Regions from separate parts of the Mus musculus genome. Here region 2 is linked to region 1. A link is a contact called in public capture Hi-C data. All regions are on one chromosome and are shown on one strand. Each heading gives the region's core, a stretch centred on a gene start, on an enhancer-like site or on the middle of the called end of the contact. The rest is flanking DNA. Distances are from core to core; before and after follow the strand shown.

Region 1 (3,028 bases), core at 432-2,931:
CTGGTTCCAACCTTTCGTCAGGGTTAACAGGAGAAAGGGCACTCCTGCCTTCCCCTGCCTCCCAGCCCTGGGCAGTAGGTGGAGAGGCATCACCCCAAGGGTGACATGGGAGCAGATGCTCCACAGCTCCCAGCCCCTCAAGTCCATGCTCTCCCATACAAACTCTTTGTGGGAGTTGGACTCTCAGATGCAGGCGCTTTAACACTCACCTGCATTTCATAGCTAAAAAGTGTTGGGAGCAGAGCATGGCCTGGGCTCAGGCTTGGGAAGATCAGCCCAGGATTAGAGATTCCAGCTCCTGGGTCCCAGAGCTGTTGTGTCACAGCCTCCACTGGCGCTGTCTTGGGGGGGGGGGGTCGGGAGACTGCACCAAAGCAGATGTAACTGGACCTGCCCAGCTTCTGTTGTCAGCCGGCTCCATGCTTCTGCACTTTCTGGTGTTCACTGTGGGAATTGTATACGGGCAAGGGAGAAATCCCCCAGGCTCTGTTGCCAAGGGAACGGTGCTGTTAACATCTCCGCTCACCTTTGTATCCTCGGGAAGGAGGCCCACCCACTAGTCGAGAGCCTGTCTGCATGTACCCTTCTGGTTTCCAAGCACTGAGCACGCTCTGCCTAAGATGGTGTCTCTGGGTCTGCCCTGCTGTCTGAGCTGCCGTAGTCTCCTTGCTCACCTCTGTTTCCTACTTTATGGCTCCTTAGTCCTCCTGACTGTGTCTTCCCAGCCTGGCTGTTGAGGCAGCTCACTGTTTCCCTCAGAGTTAGTCTTGAGCAAGAGCACAGAGCTCACCTGTGTCCTCAGCCAAGGTCTGTGCTCATCACAGATGGCAGAAATGACGACAGAAGTCAAAGCCAGTGAGAAGAGGTAGCCAGGGCGAAGGACTCACCCACCCCAGGCCTCGCCCCGCACAGGCCCTAGGCATAGAGTCTCTAGCCTCTTTTGTGAGGCTAGGCTTGCGCTTTTTTTTTAAAAATAAATCATTCCATTCGTTTACATCTCAAATGATATCCCACTTCCCAGTTACCCATCTACATCCACCCTCTCCCCACTCCCCTTTGCCTCTATGAGGGTGCTCACCCATCACTCACCCTCTCCTGCCCCACTGCTCCAGCATCCCTGTACCCTGGGGCATCAAACCTCCACAGGACCAAGGGCCTCCCTTCCCATTGCTATCAGGTAAGGCCATCCTCTGCTACATATGTATCTGGAGTCATGAAGGCCAGACTTTTAAACCTTAATTCAGACCTTTAAACTACCAGAGCACTGGGTATGCTCTATTCAGACTCAAGAACAAAACACTTTCCAGAGCCAAGAGAGACAGCCTGGCTGCATTTGTTCCTGCAGATGCTCTGAGGGATGACGTGTTCGGATGCTCAAGTTTAACTTGAGGCTTTAGTATTTGCTCTGCACTAGTGATGAGGTCAGGTGCCGGGCCAAGGACTTGATGTAGAGAGTGCACTGGGTCCTTCCACTAGGAAGGCCATCCTCAGTTAGTCCCCATGGCAGGCAGGGAGGGATCCCTGTTGTCTCTTTCTGAAAGCTGAAGCAATGGAGCCCTGAGCTCTGGCAGCTTGCTTAGGAAGCCTGTGGTGGGATCGAAGCCCAGAAGAATCAGAGGCCTCTGTCCTGCTCTGACCTTCAGCCCATAAGACCATCAGCATTTGCCTTTCTTTGACCAGTTTAAAATGACAAAGGCTGAGGATGAGGCTCTGAGTTCTGATCCCCAGAAAAGCCAGGTGCAGGTGTAACTCTAGCGCTGGGAAACTGCCTCTAGTAGGATCCCAGGCTGAGCTTGCTGGCCAACCAGTCTAGCCAGCCGGTGAGCTTTAGGTTCAGTGAGAGAACCAATCTTAGAAAAGAAGGCGAGGGCCATGGAGAAAGACCATGTTCACACACACGCACATCACCACTCTGGGGTAGGGGAGTGTGGCTCAGCTGGAAGAGTGCTTGCTTGCTTGGGATGCATGGAACACTGAGTTCTGTCCCTCCAGCACCATATATACCAGGCATAGTAGCACAGAAGTTCAAAGGAGGTTGTCAGCTACATAGTGAGTTTGAGGCCAGTCTGGGATCAGGAACAAGACAAGAAAGAAAAACTTGGGAGTTGCAGTATTTTATAGCCCCTTGAGTGACCCCTGGACAGGTGGAAATCCTCCACTCCAGGGAATTTAAAATGGTATCTGCCACACTGTCCTAGCAGCACCCACTTCTCAAGCAGAGTATTAGTCACACAGTGGTCACCTCCCCTCCATTGCTGGAATCCCATCAGAGCATGCTGGCACAGTATATCCTATTCGTGAACCAGGCTTCTGTGACTCGGTGGGGCTGGGGGCCCTGTGCTACTCCCACTCACACTGTCTTTGCTTTCCAGGTCTTCTATCAGAAATCACCGATCCAGAGAGCTTCCTAAAGGACCTGTTGAACTCAGTCCCCTGACCATCCCCATGGAAATGAGATTGAAGCTAGCTTGCATTCTCCCCTCATTCATCTCTCCGTGTGCACTCATTTCCCCCACGGATGCTGCATTAGCACCCCCTCCTCCCTCAGTTTTCTCGGAGTGGTTTGGGGTCTGTAGGCTTCCTGTTCTATCACGTGTGTGTGTGTGCTGCGCAGGCTATGAAGTTGTCTGTAGCTCAAGCCATTGAAGGACCTATACGTACCTAGGAGCTGTGAGCTGTCCCGGCCAGCTTGAGTGTGTACATCTTGAAATAAATGAATGACTTAGTACACATTGGAAAGGGGTCTAGCTGCTGCTTGCCCAGTGCTTTCCAGTGAACTCACAGCCTTGCAGTGACACACCAGGAAGACTGCTGGAGTTGAATTGTGTTCTCTGGGGTCTGATGGTTTTTTTGTCCCTAGCCAAAAGAGGGCTCAGCAGAGCAGGCCCTGGTCAGCATCTACTTCAAAGGCCTTGAAAGCATTTGACAGTCTCCTGCTGGCTGCCAGGCAGAGAGGAGAGACTTCAGGGAAGGGTGAGAATAGTGAGAATAGCTGTGTCCACTGCTAGGGCTCTTCTGCCCACCGCCC
Region 2 (3,102 bases), core at 573-3,072, 1.1 Mb after region 1:
ATGAACAGACATTTCACGCAGACAAATACTAATATACATAAAAAAATTTTAATATTTTCATGAATGAATGAGAGGAAGGGGCAGAAAGAAACTAATATCAGCCCCAGAAATTCTGCCTACTAAGAAGCCTTCCTTTCTTATACACCAGACCACAGCAGCCAGTGTGACACGTGTGTGTGTGTGTGTGTGTGTGTGTGTGTGTGTGTGTGTGTGCCCCTGTATCAGGAAGCACCAAGGTGTGATGGTTAACACCGAGTGCAACTTAACAGTCTCTTAAATCACCATGGAGACAAATCTGTGAGGGAGTTTCTAGCCTGGGTTAACTGAGGAGGGAAGGCCCACCCTGAACGTGGGCGGCACCATCCCCTAGGCTGGGGTCCTGGGCTGAACAGAAAGGAGACAGTGAGCTGAGCTCCAGCATCCACCTCTCTATGCTTCCTGGCTGCAGATGTGATGTGACCGGCTGCCTCAAGGCCCTGCCTTCACGCCTTCCTTTCCTTCCATGGTGGAATGTACCCCTAAACCTATGATCCCCCCTAAAAACAAAAACAAAAAACCTGGCCAGCATTCACAGTAATAAAATGTGGATAAAGTGCTCATCACCATAGAGGTGACACTGAGGGACTAGGAAGCAAAACTAGGTCCTGACTGGCATGAGGCAGGACCCACATGGGGACTTGGGGCTTCTAGGCTCCAATAACCAAGTTCTTCACACTAAATCTACAAGAACACAAGGCCACACCCCTCCAACATGGCCACACACCCCTCAATACGGCCACACCTACAGGGACACACTTACTCCAACAAGACCTCGCCTGCTCTAACAAGGCCACACCTACTTCAATAAGGCCACGCCTACTCTAACAAGGCCACTCTGAGTCCCAGTGTGCTGTCACAGACCAATGCTAGCTCTGTCCGAAGATGCCAACCTTCAGGGAGCCTACAACTCTGGGGTCATGAAGAGGTCATCAACTGTTGGGACAACAGCCTCCCTAAGGCCCACACTCCTCCTTGGTGGAAAACAGGAAGGCACACTTCTTTTGGATGTGTGACCGGCCCTCCACCCAGCCTCCAGAGCCAGTCCTCCACAGAACCCCATTGCTCCCTATTTGAAAATACCAGTGGTGTCCTGGTTGGCTTGGAGTAAGCCCTAGACTCTTCTAGAAGAGCCACAAGGACCACCCTCCCTCCCAGCCGCATCTCCTGATCACCAGGCTCCACAATTGTCAGCAGTTTCAGCACGCAGCTCTTGATGTCCCTTTACGGGGAACGCTGCCCTGCTACCCCAGCCCGTTCTGCAGGGGGCTCCTCTCCTAACCACATCCCCATTCTCCCTTCTCAACAGTCCCAACCCACCAGAACTGTCACATCCCTCATTACTGCAAGTGTCTCCAGATTGGGGCGACTCAATTTAAGTCCATCCACTTTGCCATGGTGAGAAAGCCGGAGACTAGCCTTGGATTCTGAGCATTGATCTTCCCTGGACTGGCACTAGGTGGCGCCATCTCTCAAGATGCTAGACAGCCAGCCCCAGGTCACCCACCTCAGCACACCAGGCATTTCTGGAGGTTGCCTTTTTGGATCTTGTCACATTTCCCAACCCCCACCTGTGTATGGTTCCCATGCGTGCATGTATGTACGTGTGTCCATGCATCCAAACTTGGTTTGTCCTCATTTCTAAAGATGGCACCCGGGATATTGGGCATGCCCAGGCAAGCATTACAGCCGAGCTCTATCCCAGCTATTTATATACATGGCCTACACACACTTGATTAAGCACACACTTCGATCCTGGGCTAATGGAAATGACCCGGACGTGCTAAAGGTCGGCTGGGCTAAGCTGTGCTGTGTGGGAGGTTAGAGGTTAAATGTGGTTTTCCCTTCAGATGAGCCTATGAGGCACAAGGCATTATAACTGAAGGAACGGGGTTGGCTCTGCTCCTCCACGGGCTTCTCCATTCTGGTGTGCATGCGATGTGGAAGCAGGAGGCTCTCTACCGTGCCGCTGGTCCATGGAGGCCAAAACTATCTATCCATGTGCTTTCTATGCAAACACAACAGTAGCAGCTTTTACGAAAGGCCAAAGAGAAAGGCTGGCCTGTGTAATGATGAACCACTCCTGAGAGAGACCCAGCCCAAACGCCAGCTGGGTCACAGAGACTGGAGTGGTCACATGGGTGACCACCACACTGGAGAAGCTGTAGGCTCCCTATAATGCACAAAGGCTGGCCGGGGACCCCGATGGCTCCCATCCCTGTCTGAAGCCCTCAGCAGTGACAGCATTTCCTAATGGGCCCCAGAAGTGGCCCTTCACACTCTGGGCCCTGGAAACTGTCCCATAAAACCTATATCCCTGTCACGGGAAAGAGGGGAAAAAGCCAGCATGTGAGAGATGTGTCAGGCCAAGCACGACTTCCGCACATGCATACAAGTCGCCCCATCGGGGAACCGCAGTAAAGAAAGTAAGCCATTGGGCTGGATGCACAGTACGCTCAGGCCACGGTGGGAAAAGGCCTGCCCTGCTACCTCTCAGTTAAGGCCCAGCAGTAAATAAACACAACCCAATTTAAGATGCTATCCCTGCCCAGGGAACACTCACAGCCAAAGTCACCATGCCACGCAGGAGACCTGTGACGCTCACCCACCTGACAGCCAGATAGGTGAACGCACAGCACCCACCCCCACAGCTCCCCCCAGCTCCTCCCTCTGTCCCCCTGTTCCCCCCCAGCCTATCAGACCCTGGCATTTCATCACCATATATATTTTTAACGATCTGACCTTCTCCCTCCAGATGGTGCCTTTCTTGTGTGCAACTGAGATTGCTAAATGAAAATGGAGTTGTGGGCTCCCCATCTGTCGCTGCCATTGTCCCTGTCACAAAACCAGAGCGGCTGAGACCCGATGAGGAGGCTGTGGCCACTGAACATGGAAAGTCTACCTGGGGTAGGTGACATTCAGGTGACGCACCAACGGCACAGTGGTGATTTCGACTGACACTAAGTGGAGGCTTATTTAGGGCCGTGTTTGGCAACGCTCATGGTACTCAAGAGCCATTGTGGCACAGGAGGGAGCTCTAGGGATGGAAGCCTTCCCCCTCCCCCC

Evidence for each region. Capture Hi-C pulls out chosen DNA fragments and counts their contacts.
Region 2: a contact with region 1 is called in a capture Hi-C map of embryonic stem cells, with 3 times the contacts expected there. The contact joins two enhancer-like sites. A contact is called at or near these places in 1 of 484 Hi-C or Micro-C datasets (the G1E-ER4 cell line) and 1 of 9 other capture datasets (embryonic stem cells).

Annotation. Positions count from the first base shown.
Region 1 is chr4:139,486,795-139,489,822 of GRCm38.p6, forward strand. Ubr4 (ubiquitin protein ligase E3 component n-recognin 4) reads left to right here. Exons shown (of 106, transcript NM_001160319.1): 106 at 2,373-2,739. The coding sequence ends at 2,437. Among named protein-coding and RNA genes, the nearest start is that of n-TVaac1, 58 kb to the left of the region's middle. Within about 2 kb of position 1,682, at least 20 of the 459 cell types and tissues checked have an H3K27ac peak or open chromatin away from gene starts, as enhancers often do. A contact at or near this core is called in embryonic stem cells, where this site is marked.
Region 2 is chr4:140,553,934-140,557,035 of GRCm38.p6, forward strand. All of the region lies in intron 21 of Arhgef10l (Rho guanine nucleotide exchange factor (GEF) 10-like), which reads right to left. Among named protein-coding and RNA genes, the nearest start is that of Gm42335, 50 kb to the right of the region's middle. Within about 2 kb of position 1,823, at least 30 of the 459 cell types and tissues checked have an H3K27ac peak or open chromatin away from gene starts, as enhancers often do. A contact at or near this core is called in embryonic stem cells, where this site is marked.